2 separate regions of the Zea mays genome follow, and region 2 is linked to region 1. Evidence: chromatin contacts called from public Hi-C data. All regions are on one chromosome and are shown on one strand. Each heading gives the region's core, a stretch centred on a gene start, on an enhancer-like site or on the middle of the called end of the contact. The rest is flanking DNA. Distances are from core to core; before and after follow the strand shown. Region 1 holds the start of LOC103629289 (protein argonaute 1B). Region 2 holds the start of LOC100272886 (STIP1 and U box-containing protein 1).

Region 1 (7,423 bases), core at 1,746-4,245:
AAGTACTTGAATAGCCTCTTGAGGAGCATCTGGTTGCCTCCCAGCTAGAAACATAGCCAAATGGTGGAGATCAGCGCGAGCAGCAAATTTGATCACCACCTGAAAGACCCTCTGGCCCCTTAAAAGCAGAAGAAATGTCAGTAGGAAAGTTTGGATACGTTTTAAGTACAGAGACAACATTACAGCACTACCTTTGGTGTCTTTGTCCTCCACCAAGACTGTTTTCTTCATCTTGCAGAGTAATTTCGAATGTCTTCGAAGTAAATGGCAATGCTCCAGCTGTATAAAGACTCTTCCTTCCATCATATGCAGGCAGACGCCCATCCAAATGGGAGTGTCTATGAAGGTTTACAAGCTCTTTCATGACAGCACGATTGACACCACGTGAAGGAACCACAGGTGTTATTGATACCTGATCACAATAGGCTGGTTATCAAAAATTTCATAAAAACAATGACAAGGAATTATGACGTCTTATTATGGGCTTACATCGTATTGGTGGAGGTCTTTATCAGGCAGCTCAGCAAAGAAATGATTTGCCTTCACGATGCACCTGGACCCATGCGTACCCTTGCCAGGGCGCAATGGGAATCTAACAGCTTTGCTTGATGCTGGTGCTACCTGACTAACTTGGCTGGCTGAACTTTGGTCATGAATCACAAGTTGCTGGACTTGTCCAGTGCTCACCTCGGCCATCCCAGGCTGCGAGGACGAGCCAGCTCCCGGTGGTGATGGTGCTGCCACCACAGGGGCTTGATGTTGGACATCTGGGGCTTGGTGCAGCTCGGGAACTGGTCTAGACGGACCTGAAGGAACAATTGGTCCAACACTACCTCCCACATGCCCGCCACGGTATGGCTGCGGCACTCCCCCTCTGGGACGCAGACCACCACGTCCCTGGTAGCCACGAGGCTGAGACCCAGGTGATGGCCCACCACCAGGATGCTGTGAAGGTGGCCCGCCACGGCCCTGGTATCCACCATGTCCCTGGTAGCCACGCGGTTGAGGCTCAGGCGGCCCACCACCAGGAAGTAAAGGTGGAACGCCACGTCCCTGATAGCCACGTGGTTGATACTCAGGCGGCCCACCACCTGGGTGCTCTGAAGGCGGCACTCCATGGCCCGGATATCCACCACGCACCTGGTGTTGTCCTCCACCTCGGGCACCCTGTTGTGTTGCCTGAGGACGCTGTGAGGAGCCCTGACCAGGCGCTCCAGAAGTCTCCCCAGAACTCTCTCCAGGGCCAGTCCTTTTCTTCCTCACCATGGCAGCCGGATGCTGGTATATAAAGCAGAGCTTACAAAAAAAGACCGAGACTAAAAAAAAGTACATTGTATAGAAAAAATAGCATTGAAATGAGGTAAAAGAACAGAACAGATCAGATGTCAAATAAAGGACAGGTTCCATTTAGCGCTTAAAGATATATAGAAGGCCTAGCATGGACTAGGCATTTGCAAACTATTGGGCCTTGGCCTATCTCTTATGCATACAACGCCGACCGACCGCAACAGAATAAATCGATATAACTAAATTCACATAAGAAATGAACTACGCCAATGGATGAAGGATATGATGCGTGGAAATACATTATCAGTGGCAAATGATCAGAAATGATGCACGTGGTGCGTGGGGACATGCACAAGTCAAAATAAACCAGTCCCGTCTCAGAAGGCATTATATTATTCTAGAGCAAGTAATGTGGCGATGAGAGTCCTGTTGTGGGTTGTGGCTACTGGTCTGATGTTACACTTCCCTGCCATACCATTTAGGGGGTATTTAGGGGTGTTTGAATGCAATGGAGCTAATAGTCAGTTGCTAAAAAATTGCTATTGGAATTTTTGGGATGTTTGAATGCACTAGAGCTAATAGTAGTGGCTAAAATTAGCTGGAGACATCCAAACACCCTAGATAATAGTTCAACTATTAGCTATTTTTAGTAAATTAGTTAATAGTTAGCTAGCTATTTGTTAGCTAGCTAATTCCACTAGCAATTTTTTAGCCAACTAACTATTAGCTCTAATAAATTTAGGGGGTGTTTGAATGCACTAGAGCTAATAGTTAGTGGCTAAAATTAGCTGGAGACATTCAAACATCCTAGCTAATACTTCAACTATTAGCTATTTTTAGTAAATTAGTTAATAGTCAGCTAACTATTTGTTAGCTAGCTAATTTCAATAGCAATTTTTTAGCCAACTAACTATTAACACCCCCTTAGCTAGCTAACTAGTATTAGCTAATTTGCTAAAAGTAGCTAATAACTAAACTATTAGCTAGACTGTTTGGAGCTAATTTTGGCAGGCTCTAGTACATTCAAACACCCCTTCACAGCAGATTTGGATAAGGGCTAAAAAAACTAACCAGTGGATGGAACGCGAGTAGATCAACGATACACAGGAGAAGGCAACAGCGCAACTAGGGAAACGCCTGAACGGATCGGATGGACTCGAGCAGGGACGGGATAGATCCCATCCAATCGACGGGCAAATTACCCTACATGCTCTCTATGGAGGTCATGCAGCAACGGTGGCGCGGCGCGGCGACCGAGAGATACAGAGGGGGGGGGGGGGGGGGGGGGGGGGGGGGGGTGACCAAGAAAAAAAAAACCGTAAGAGAGCGACGGACAGACAGATCTATCTACACGTACGGACGGAACAGCGGAGAAGGGAGGGCGATGCTGATACCGGACGGAGAAAGGGAGCGGGCGGCGCTGGTGGGGATGGAACCCTAGCTTAGCACTGGAGGGGCTCCAAGCTCCAACTCTCTTGCTCCACTCAGCGCGCTCGTGCTCCACTCACTGTGTTTGTTGGTTGGCTTTCCTTGGATTTCGAGGTGAAGTGAAGGAAAGGGAGAAGCAAGAGGGCAGTCCCCAAGTGAAAAGGATGACGCCACGCCACTGGGTGGGGCCCGCCCGTGGTGTCTCCGTGTCTGTCTGAGTGTGAGAGTGTCTGATACCTGAGAGCGGAGCCCCCGTGTGTGTGACTGTGTGCGCGCGCGCGCTACAGAGCGAGAGCCGGCCGACAGATCACGACGAGCTGGCCCTTTGTGGGCCTCATTTGTCCGAGCCAGGCCGGGCCCTGATGTCTACGGCCCACAAGCAGTCCCTCCTCTCTAACCTCACGTGGGGTGCAGGGTTTAAGCTAGGATTTATAGAAAAACGTGATGAAACGTATGCAAATCAATTGTTGTAGCTGCGCCTCCGTTGCGTTGATCAACGTACGCCATTCCTATATGCATGTTCTACTAGCCTATGGACGTACTCGGATACATGCATAGAGCAGGTTAATTTTTAGCTTTGGTTCATCTAAATATAGAGTTAATAATTGGTGGTGCATTGTTTTTTATCTAAAATATCAACTAACTAGGCACATATACATTTCATTAAGATACATTGAGATTGTGAATGCGATGTGAATATCGACCGTCCCTAAGCGAACATAGTTGGATGGTTTGCCATCGGTTGCAGTCGATCTCAATTGGATAGCTTGTCGCTACGGCTATATATCACATAGTTAAATCTTATTTAAATAGGATAATTATTCAAACACGTCCAAATCTTTACAATAAAGTATCATAGAGATAATTCAATACATTTATGTTGCAATCATTTGAATACTAAGGCAAATGTAAAGGAATAAGAACTCACAACTATTCACATGTCAAATTCATAAAGAAATTTTAAATTATCACCACTTCAAATGTAAAAAACTATAAACAAGTTTTCGCACATTTTGTGGTCACAGCACAAGATATAGGAAATATTCTCCACAAGGTTGAAGGATTTCCAGCATATTGGATAATCAAGGCCTTCCTCTAAGATTGTACATGAAGAAACTTCATCATCGGAGCCATCTGCATTGGATATACTCCATTTTGAGGGTTGTGCCTTTTTATTTAAGCTTCTAGCTTTGCCATTCCATGCAAAACTCCACATGATGTCATCACCAAACAAACATGAGAAAACAATATTTAGTATTTGATTGAATGCAATCAATACTTGGGGTAAAGAATAAAGATATATAAGATAAATGTCAAATCTGGTAAGTCTGTATGTTTATCAGTTGCACTGGGTAGGTATTATTGTCTGATTGAACCGAGAGACCCTGATCGAGGAATGAAGTATATCCAATGTCTTTAAGTAGATAACTATAATACTATAAGTAGATAGGCCTAGTGACTTTAATGTGGTGCACTCTAATTGTCTCTAGCTTTAAATGGCTTATGAGAGGCCCAAAGAAAGCATGAATCGATACCCAATTCTAAACTTTCAATTTTGGACAAGTATGAGCGGGGTTTTGAGGCATCATACCATGTGTATTAGGGGCGTTGGATTATAGTGGATTGGTCTAACGCCTCCATGTAGATAGCATGAGAGATATTGATTGATAGACCCTATGGATAAGTAGGACGTCAGACAAATGTATTGAGTCTAATGATCTAGGTAAACTAACTAGCGAGTTATAATGGGTGTCGGACTATACAACAATACTATTTTTGTTAGGTTTCTTCTACAGGGTCATTGAACCCCGAAGACCAAAGTGGATGGGTCCGATAGCCTATTGTTAAAGACTGGAAACATTATGGTAGACGTTAGACTAGTCCTGTGGTGGGCATCAAATCATACATTCACGATGGTGATTCAAATAGCTAGTTTTGACACTGTCACAACCCAACCAAGTTATCGGGTCCACGTACACCAATCCTTGCCCTCAAGGCCTTGGATGGATATGCAAGTGAATCAGATAACTTACTCGGGGTGCCGAGTTTCGATGAACTTGTTCATTCCCAAGGACCATTCACCATAGTTGCAAGTATTACAATAATCCCACAAGAACATAAACTTTAAATACAAGAGTTGAGCGGAAGATTTTACAATAAGATAATATACATTAACAAACTTTTGAAATATACAAACCAAGTAGTAGGTATTATTAGTACATGCCTGAGGTAGAGTCAAGTGCTAACTTATTACATCAACTGGGAAGAAACCATCTTCCCGTAGTCCACACATAATGCACATAAACAAAAGTAGAAGTCTCCAGTGTGAGTTCTAGCAGAACTCAAAGGCGTTAATAGTTTCTCCTACAGCAACAATAGGAATAAAACCCTGAGTACGCAATTACTCAGCGAGACTTACTCGACTAAAGAAAATACTCTCAAGGGTATGCTGGTTTGTTGGGAGTCAACGTAAAGCTTACCAAATTTCAAAGACTCAGTTTTGCAGAAAAGATTACTAATAGTGGATTCTTATGCCAAAATTTTACTTCACAAGTTAAGTTTCTTCCTGAATCTAGATTTATCTAATCTAGATCATTAACTTTTCTTACACTAACTTCATTTTAGCATCTTTAGTTTCACTTGTTATCTACGATGAGGGTCAAAGATTCAGTCTTCATATCCGAGAAGTTCGGCGATCCGAATCGATTAATACCCAGCTAGGGATCTCCAACCACACGACATATGTAGCACATAACCCTTGCATATGTCAACTTGCCCACGGGTTTCTCAAGACCAAAATGGGTCCACACCAACCGAGAGCTCAGTACCCCACCATCCAGCCTCTTGCCAGGTGGATACACGATACTCTCGCCATCTCTCCACACCCATTGCAGGCCAGCCTTTCTGGTATTGGTCCAACCGAGGCTAAGCTTACCCATGATGAGGCATGTGGCCAGTTAAAGGGTCCTAAATCAGCAGGCCAACAATCATACGGTCCTTAAGAGACACAGACGGGCGACCTTTCCTGCTCAACGTCTGGTCTTAACTTAAATTATTTCTGAAAACTTGGTACATGTCAGAGGTACCCTACTAAAATGATGAAGTCATCAAGGCCTTTGATACCTTCATCATCCCAGTCTCTTTTTCTTTGTAAAAGCATGATTCATACATCAAAATATTTTGTTCCTCATCTATAAGCATGCTAAGCATATCTAGCTTTTTAAATCAGGTATCAAGGACGATAATCAATAACTCAAGGAAGTCATGTAGCAAAGGTTTAACCATTCAACTCCTACCACCTAATGCAGCATATAAGTGATAAAAATTTTAAAACAGCAAGGAGGTGGCAAATGCACCGGGGCTTGCCTTGATGAGGAGGAGAGTCAGGCTCTTCTACCAAAATATTGCAATTGGCAGCAAATCCTACTGGAGGACCTTCTGGAGGACCTTCAGATATCACCTCAGTTGGAGAAGTTTCAGATGGAGGAACAGGTTCCCCTTCCACTTCTACTTCAAATTCTTCTTCAAGGTGCTCTACAAGTCATTTCGAAGTATATGAATGCTTATGTAATGAGATGCCATGCAAACTCTCATTTAGAGAGAGGTGGAAAACTTACATATTCATATCTAAGGACATGACCATTATATTTACGTTTCTGGGTAGGATAGTTTTTATCTAAAGGGATCATATTACACTTATTTTAATAGACCAAAAGTCCATCCATGCTTTAGTTGGCCAATTTGTTGTTTAACACTAGGTAGGATTTAAGTTTGATCTAACCTTAAACCAATACTAAAGTTTAGGGTTTTAATTACTTATAATTAGCTAGGTTTTAGTCCTTTAGGCAAATCAACTCCAAACAGGTTCAAATTTTAACCAGAAGCTATTCTAAGGGTATATAATCTTGTCACGAATTCTTATGATTTTTTGACCTAGGCTTTTATTTCTAAAATTCTAAAAAGCTTAGTTGGAGCATCATAAAAGACTAAATAATTCCATGCTCGAGATAAAAATCTTGAAACTATTTTTATTAATTACTTTGTGTTTTTAGGAGCTCAGCAAAATTAGTCTCATGATTTTATCAAATTTCTACTATTTTTTATAAATTGCTAAAGCTCACAGCAAAAAGAAAAATAAAAACAATGAATAGGGTTGGGCCGATTCTTGCCCAAGTCAGCCCACGACAGGAAAAACGTACGCACGCTCGTGGTCGCGTTGCCAATTTTTTGCGAGGGTCCCTAGGTGGTTGAATAATCAATAAAGAACCCTAGATAGCATTCCCATGTCTCACTGACAGTTACACATAGGCCCTTGACTTCCGTTCTATTCACAAACTCTAGTCCCCGTTTGAATCCCGACGAGCGTCGGCCATCCGCCGCTTAGACCCGGCGACAGCGACCATCTCTGATGAAAACAAGCTTACAGTGTGATCCTCGAGACTTTCTTCCTATTTCCCCTAAGTTAATTGACCCTAAACCATCTAGGGTTTCACTAGCCATGCTTACGGCGGATCGACAAGCTCCGGTGAGGTGTACCGGGGTTTCAAGTGCGATAGGGTACAATTCTAGGTTACTACAAGTATCAGTAATGCATCAGGCATACAATGCTCACCTAAGTTTGTCCGGAGGAGCTACGGGTTGGTCGGTCGACGTGGAAAGTGTCTTCGGCGACGTTCACCAACTGACACGGCGGTGTTCCAGTTGATCC
Region 2 (7,423 bases), core at 3,293-5,792, 540 kb before region 1:
GTTACAAGCGTCCACGCGGGAGAGGGAGCGAGCGGCTCCAAGCGAGCGCCTGTCTCGTCCTCGTCCCCGCGCGGCCAACCCTCTCTAAGAGGGCCCTGGTCCTTCCTTTTATAGGCGTAAGGAGAGGATCCAGGTGTACAATGGGGGGTGTAGCAAAGTGCTACGTGTCTAGCGGAGGAGAGCTAGCGCCCTAAGTACATGCCGTTGTGGCAGCCGGAGAGATTTTCGCACCCAGCTGGTGTGATGTCGTGGCCGTCGGAGGAGCGATGGAGCCTGGCGGAGGGACAGCTGTCGGAGCGGTTGGGTCCTTACTGACGTCCTCTTGCTTCCGTAAGGGGGGCTGAGAGCCGCCGTCGTCACAGAGTACGCGGGGCGCCATCATTGCCTATCTGGCGGAGCTAGCCAGATGGGACGCCGGTCTTGTTCCCTGCGGCCCGAGTCAGCTCGGGTTAGGGTGATGATGGCGCCTCCTGTTGACGTGGCTGGCCTGCGCCCTAGGTTGGGCGATGTGGAGGCTCCTCCGAAGCCGAGGTCGAGTCTGTCTTCTGTGGCCGAGGCCGAGTCCGAGCCCCTGGGTCGGGCGAGGCGGAGGTCGCCGGCTGAGGCCAGGGCGGAGTCCGAGCCCTGGGGTCGGGCGAAGCGGAGTTCGTCGTCTTCCGGGACTTAGCCCGAGTCCGAGCCCTAGGTCGGGCGGAGCGGAGTTCGTCGTCTTCCGGGACTTAGCCCGAGTCCGAGCCCTGGGTCGGGCGGAGCGGAGTTCGCCGTCTTTCGGGACTTAGCCCGAGTCCGAGCCCTGGGTCGGGCGGAGCGGAGTTCGCCGTCTTCCGGGACTTAGCCCGAGTCCGAGCCCTGGGTCGGGCGGAGCGGAGCTTCCTATGGTGCCTTCGGCAGGGCCTGACTGCCTGCCAGCCTCACTCTGTCAAGTGGCACCGCAGTCGGAGTGGCGCAGGCGGCGCTGTCCTTCTGTCAGGCCGGTCAGTGGAGCGGCGAAGTGACGGCGGTCACTTCGGCTCTGCCGAGGGGCGAGCGTCAGGATAAAGGTGTCAGGTCACCTTTGCATTAAATGCTCCTGCGATTTGGTCGGTCGGTGCGGCGATTTAGTCAGGGTTGCTTCTTAGCGAAGGCAGGGCCTCGGGCGAGCCGGAAATATGTTCGCCGTTGGAGGGGGGCCTCGGGCGAGACGGAAATCCTCCGGGGTCGGCTGCCCTTGTCCGAGGCTAGGCTCGGGCGAGGCGTGATCGAGTCGCTCGAATGGACTGATCCCTGACTTAATCGCACCCATCAGGCCTTAGCAGCTTTATGCTGATGGGGGTTACCAGCTGAGAATTAGGAGTCTTGAGGATACCCCTAATTATGGTCCTCGACAATTAGTAAGACATGTGTTGCTAATAAAATATTGACCAAATAAAATGTTACCGCTTATCCATAGCCTACCTTGTTAACTTGCATTAATTTTCCCCCACTTGCTGAGTCCCGACCATAAGTGAGCTCACCCTTGCTAATACTTTGATCAGAGGGTGGTGTTGGAGACTTCGCTGATGACGATGATGAGTTTTAAGTCTAACAATGCGCCAGTCGCCTTCCTATGGAAGAGTGCCCATATTTAAATTTTGCCCTACTTTGATGTTGATAATTGTTAAAGATACAATGATTCAGATGATGTAATAAAGTACTCTACTCAATTTACGCCTTTATTGCATTGTCTTTTGATATATTACATTTGTGACGTCAACATATGTGTGGGAATAAATCCTGACCCACATATGCTATGCATTTAGTTTTGTCCCTAGAACCGAGTGTAACAATCCTTGCCTTCTCTGTTTAGCAAATGCAGATTCTGTTGCAGGATTTTGAGTCTCCATTCCTCTCCCCAATCTACATGATTTTGAGCCTCCATTCCTCTCCCCAATCTACATAACGCAAACACTGTTTGCCACTAGTTCATTGTCAAATCTGAATAGTCCATTTTTGTTTCTCTGTGATGTATTTATTTTGAATAGCTTCTTATCATTATCTTATATTATAATAAAAAAAGAGTAGCGGACGGTTCGTTCAGGCTAGACACATAACATGGGATGACGTGATTGTTCCCGGCCTAGACCGGTTTCGAAGGGCAGAGGCAAGAATCAAGAGGGAAATGAAAAGCAGGGCCGCAGGAGGAAAGCTTGCTATAACAGGACAGCAAAACCGATTTTCCTGCAACAACAGCATCACATTGCATGCCACCACACCTCTAAATGACGACGTAAAATGTGGAGCAAATCTCTTCATTGCTCCACATTGCCGATGTGTCGCTACACAAAACCAACGAGCATTACAAATATTCAACCTGGAGCACAGAATACTATCCAAACAGAAACATCTCGCCATCCACCACTCTACTGGCATTCTGGCAACATTATGGGATCTCATCGTTGGCTAACCCTTTCCATCAGGTCTCTCATTTAGCAATAATAATAATGAGTACAAAAATGCATTTCTGTCACCAATCACACTTACGCCAAGCATCACAGATAGCATCAAGCCATCCACGTCCAAACCAGATGCCACACCGCCAAACCTACAGCACTTGAGCAGCAGTGTTCAACTTCTCGGCGATGCTGATTTGTGTCCTTGTGATGCTTGACAGGTATACCAGCGCAAGGTTATCCTGTGGGGTCAGTGATTATTAATTAGATCATCAGCAAGGTTACCATCCACACTGGCATCAAAAGGGGTGCACAAGTAATTTACCTGAATCTTGTCATTGAAAAGCTTATCGAAAGCAGCCGGGGACAATTTCGGCACCGAAGCAAAAGAATCAGAGATGAACCTTCCAATTCTGTTGTCGGGTGCCACGCGTCCTTCCTACAACGTCATACAGAGACGGTTGACACTCTCATCCAAACAAAATAGGAAATGGTCACAGGAGAGATGCTTACCACAACATCATCGACGTATTTGTAGATCTCATCGATAAGAATGTAAAGCTTCCCCATCGATGACTCCATTCCTTCCAGATCATTGGGGAGCTTCTCTACCATAGTAGATTTCAGGATCTCAACTGTAACAGAAGGTAGTAAGAGTGATGGAAGCTTCAAAATGTTCTGCTACTAAAACTGAGGATGTAGCAGAGCAAAATATGGTTCTTACAAACATCAGTTGTCTACGAGAAATTAATACAGAAACAGAAATAGAAACAGAGACATTATTACTAAATCCAACTACTGATGTGACTATTCCTGAGAAGTTCAACACAGTAACAGAAGGACCAACTAATACAGGTGCAAAATGAGATCTCCCCCAGATAGAAGGTATATATCTGCTATTCACCGGTAACATACATCCAGCCTTTTCCGCCTCAATCATCTTCAGATCCAGAGGGATTTCCTGAAATTGTGCAGCGAGTTGACTATCTCTGAGGGACAGATTGGATGAGATGTAGGCTTTGATGGAAGCCTCCCCCCTAGTGAAGCCAGTGTCGACTGTAAGATGGATGGGGTTTTGTACTTCCCTTGAATAGAACTCGTGGATGAGCGTACTCCCCCCAGAAACACCAAATCCAGTCGAGAACCTACAAACAGACAGTAGATATGTATCAAACAGGTTCAAAAAGTTCATTAAGGATACTTGGTAAATTAATTCACAGACTTTTCGAAGTGACTTTTCTAGTGCTTGGGAATGTTCTTTCGATGATATCAAACCAACAGACACGAAATATAGCTCTGAGCCCATCAATTATTGTGAAGCACAAAGAAGGAACTAACTGTAACTGCAATCAGGCATGTAATGTTAAACTCTGAGCCCATCAATTATTGTGAAGCACAAAGAAGGAACTATTCTGATTCTGTCCACAATGCAATAAAAAAAGACAATAACTGTAGCTGCAATCAGGCATGTAATGTCAAACTCGTATTCTAGCAACAAGACGTGTGGTGCATTTGATGCAAAAAAAATGACTGCATCCACTAAAACTAATACAGCCCCAAAACAAAGTTACTCTGCATTGGGGATTCAGCTATTGCATATAATCGGAGTCTGCCTAAAATGCCTAGTTTCGCGCTATGGATGTAGAATTGTGAGCCCAGGGGATGGTTGCTCACCATCCGACGATGACCTCCTTGGGGTTCACCTTCTGGTGCGAGGCGTACATGTTATGGTGGTAGTCGATGTCGATGGCGACCTGCATCAGCGCCAATCATCAGCAAGTAACCCAATGCGAACGAACGAGTGAGTTCGTTGGAGATGTGATCTGAGCCGACCTGGTCGGCTGACTCGCTGTGGGGGACGACATAGGAGTTGCGGACGTGGACGGTGCCGTCGGAGAGGAGGGAACCGAGGAGGGTGCCGATGACGCGGTCCGCCTGGTCCGGGCGCCGCACGTAGCTGTCGCAGACGTTGAAAAGCACCACTGCCTCCACCCGCGCCGACGAAGGCGCAGAGGATGCCGAGGAGGGAGAAGGGAAGAGGAGCGCTGGGGATGTCGCCATGGCCGAGGTGGCGGAGGAGGATGCTACGACGGCGGAGGCGGAGGCGCGACGAAGAGAGAAGGGGCAGGGGTAGCGGGCTAGGGTTTGTTTTCTTTCTCGTCTCCTCTCTTTTGTCTTGTCAGCGCCAAGTAAAAGGCTGGGCCTTGGATAGAGGCCGGCCCACCTAAGGCCTAGTTTGGATACTTTAGGATTGGAGTGTTTTGAAGGGATTGGAGAGGGTGTAAATCCCCAATACATCAAATACTCTCTCAATACATCTTAATCCACTTCAATCCCACTCATTACTAGAGTATCCAAACTAGGCCTAACTTGTTTGAGGCCCACTGGGTCTACGACCAACCATATATAATGCTGCAACCATATACATGCAGTGAGCTGAACCAACCAATGTTTCATGTACACTTGCTTCATTACATCCATCCAATGAGTGTTTGCAGAATTGCAGTTACAGGTCAAGTTACCCAATCAATACTAAGAACGATGAATCGAGCTATCCAATCAATCTCATTCCAACACAACATAAAATCTAACTCTAATAACAGGCCATCCCCGATTTATCAGCATCTGCAGTCAGCAAAGCACACGGCATCCAATTAGTTCAACTTGTGGGCCCAGCTGTGCTCTTTCAGGTAGGCCTGCACTGCTTCCTTGATGGCCAGATTCGGAACCAGCTGATGCTCCTTCAGAGGTTCTCGCGTCACCGGGTCGAAATTGCCAACCTGTTACGGAAACACAGCGGTTAGGTTAGGCTTATGGTAACCACATCTGCTAGAGCAAAATTCTGCTGTCATTTTGTGTACATACAAAAAGTAAACAGCTTCACGTCAGCGGAAGGGCACACCTTGTGGAGATGTTCAACAAGTACAGCCCTCTCATATGTTACACCACTCGGTGTGATCACTGGGTCTCGGAAGATCTCGAATGTTATCTGACAGCAAAGGTAATCGGGCACCTAGGTTTTACAGCATGGCAGCAGCAGTTTTAGATCAGACATAGAAACCAAAGAGTTACCAAAAAAAACAAAGTTTGGTCAGAGTATTTGCTCATACATCTGTTGGTGTATCGGCGACTGTCGCTTGGCTGAAGACCTCTGATAGTAGTTTAATTTGCTCTGAATACTCGTTGTCTGACCTGTTGGAGTCTTCCTCAAGTGTACCAGTTAGAAAGTGATGCTCCTGCAGAGCAGTTTCACAAGCTTCCCTGCATGTCCACGGGGATACGCTTCTGTTAAGAGACTTCAATAGCCAGAAACTTCAACCAATCAGCCATATCAATATAAGCACAGTATGATCTAGAGCAAAATGATAGTGCTGTGTTGTTTTAGGTTTAATATCTAACATACTTCAAACTTTCCATCCTCCATAGTCGTTCAGTGGAATGCTTCTCCCAATCTAAGTATTTTGCCTTTGCAAGGACCTGCCAAATGTCCTCAGCCATTTCATACGTTGAATCCACAGACTTTAAGAGAGTTAGAGCCTGTTTCCCATGATAAGGCAAGAGCTTAGAAATAATGTGACAGGACAGGACCATCAGTATCCGTAGTCAAAACAATATACTAAACAAGGATGTCAATATACAAGTGTATTTGCAATGACCCATCTAGCCACCTTAGCAAAGGAATCAGGTAACCTCATAGCCTTAGGCCCCGTTTGGTTCCATTAGTCCTAGAACTAAAATTTAGTTCATGACTAAACTTTAGTCCCTACATTGTTTGGTTGTAGGGACTAAACAGATTTTAAATATATTAAATGCAACACATAAAGACCAAAATACCGCTTTTCTTGTTTCGCGTCAGTTTTCTAGGCAAGGGCAATTGGAGTAAATGTTGCCCTTTAGTCCCTTTACCACCCATGTGAGGGATTAGAGACTAAAAGTCAATTAGTCCATACTTTAGTCCCTCCGTTTGGCAAAATATAGACTAAACGAGACTAAAAACCAGAGACTAAAGATTAGTCTCTCTAACCAAACGGGGCCTTAGCATGTTACTAGTTATTAATATATAGGCCGTTAAAGCTTATGACTCAGGGATTACAATCTCGTTACATTTTTTGAAAACCGTTTTGTTGACCAGAATTTGACTTTCATATTTTCAAATTCTAAACCGAAATATACTTAAACCCGAACCTTTTCGTTTCCCGTTTAGTAGTGGGAACGGGAAATTTTACCGGTTACCGGTAAAAACCGACCGAGATTCCCTTCCCTGTGACTCAACGGCATTTCATAGTTCGCAGGGAGACAAACCCAGGACTATACTATTTTACACATTTATTTCCTTGCAGTGCTTCTACTTCTCAAAAGTAAAGTACCAATAAGGCATATTTTATCCACATAACGGAGGAAACAGGATATCATGACAATGTTATGCAATATATAAATAATAATAGAGTACTATTGACCATTGCTATTTGCTACTGAAAGTTTGAATAACTGGAAATATGTATAGCTATGCTGGAATTGCATTATAAGGTGAAGAAAACAACTTAATAGGATTAACAAGGTAAGTAAAACTTAGATGCATGAAACAGCCACATGTTTGCACAAGTCTAGAAACTTTCAAGTTAACTGTTAATGGTAGTTATCATTGCTCAGAGGTCAGCGCCATCTCACATTCTGGTATGGTAGTATTTTGTTGTTTTATTTATCATAAATGGAAATCTTATATATGAAATTTAAAGTTAATGCTTCTAGTTGGTGTCTCAGGGGCAAGATGTAATCATGGCAAGACGGGCAAAAATGGATAACATGTCCAGAAGAAAATGCAGCCCAGCAGTTCAACAAACTTGGGGCACACACGGTTTGACATGGTTTAAACTTGGGATTTAAAGAGAAATGAACTAATTTCCTCCTCAATCCCCTCCAATTCCGGAGGAGATTAAAGTTTCCAAACTAGCCCTACGAGTGAATTGAATCACTCCTACACAAGGAAACTCACATCAAGCGTGCAAGAGACAAAC

The links. A called contact is a pair of places that touch in the nucleus more often than the background predicts.
Region 2: a Hi-C map of leaf shows a contact between it and region 1, with 8 times the contacts expected there. The contact joins the promoter of LOC100272886 here to the promoter of LOC103629289 in region 1. A contact is called at or near these places in 4 of 25 Hi-C or Micro-C datasets (endosperm, leaf, leaf mesophyll and 1 more).

The regions. Positions count from the first base shown.
Region 1 is chr6:51,068,314-51,075,736 of Zm-B73-REFERENCE-NAM-5.0, reverse strand. It overlaps LOC103629289 (protein argonaute 1B), which reads right to left and starts at 2,995. Exons shown (of 23, transcript XR_002263241.3): 1 at 2,682-2,995; 2 at 490-1,278; 3 at 192-412; 4 at 1-118.
Region 2 is chr6:51,611,798-51,619,220 of Zm-B73-REFERENCE-NAM-5.0, reverse strand. It overlaps LOC100272886 (STIP1 and U box-containing protein 1), which reads right to left and starts at 4,542. Exons shown (of 6, transcript NM_001147339.1): 1 at 4,242-4,542; 2 at 4,083-4,162; 3 at 3,324-3,553; 4 at 2,922-3,043; 5 at 2,734-2,847; 6 at 2,173-2,650. The coding sequence starts at 4,469. The coding sequence ends at 2,561. LOC100282870 (STIP1 homology and U box-containing protein 1) reads right to left here. Exons shown (of 8, transcript NR_178075.1): 5 at 5,812-5,945; 6 at 5,519-5,704; 7 at 5,274-5,421; 8 at 4,703-5,188.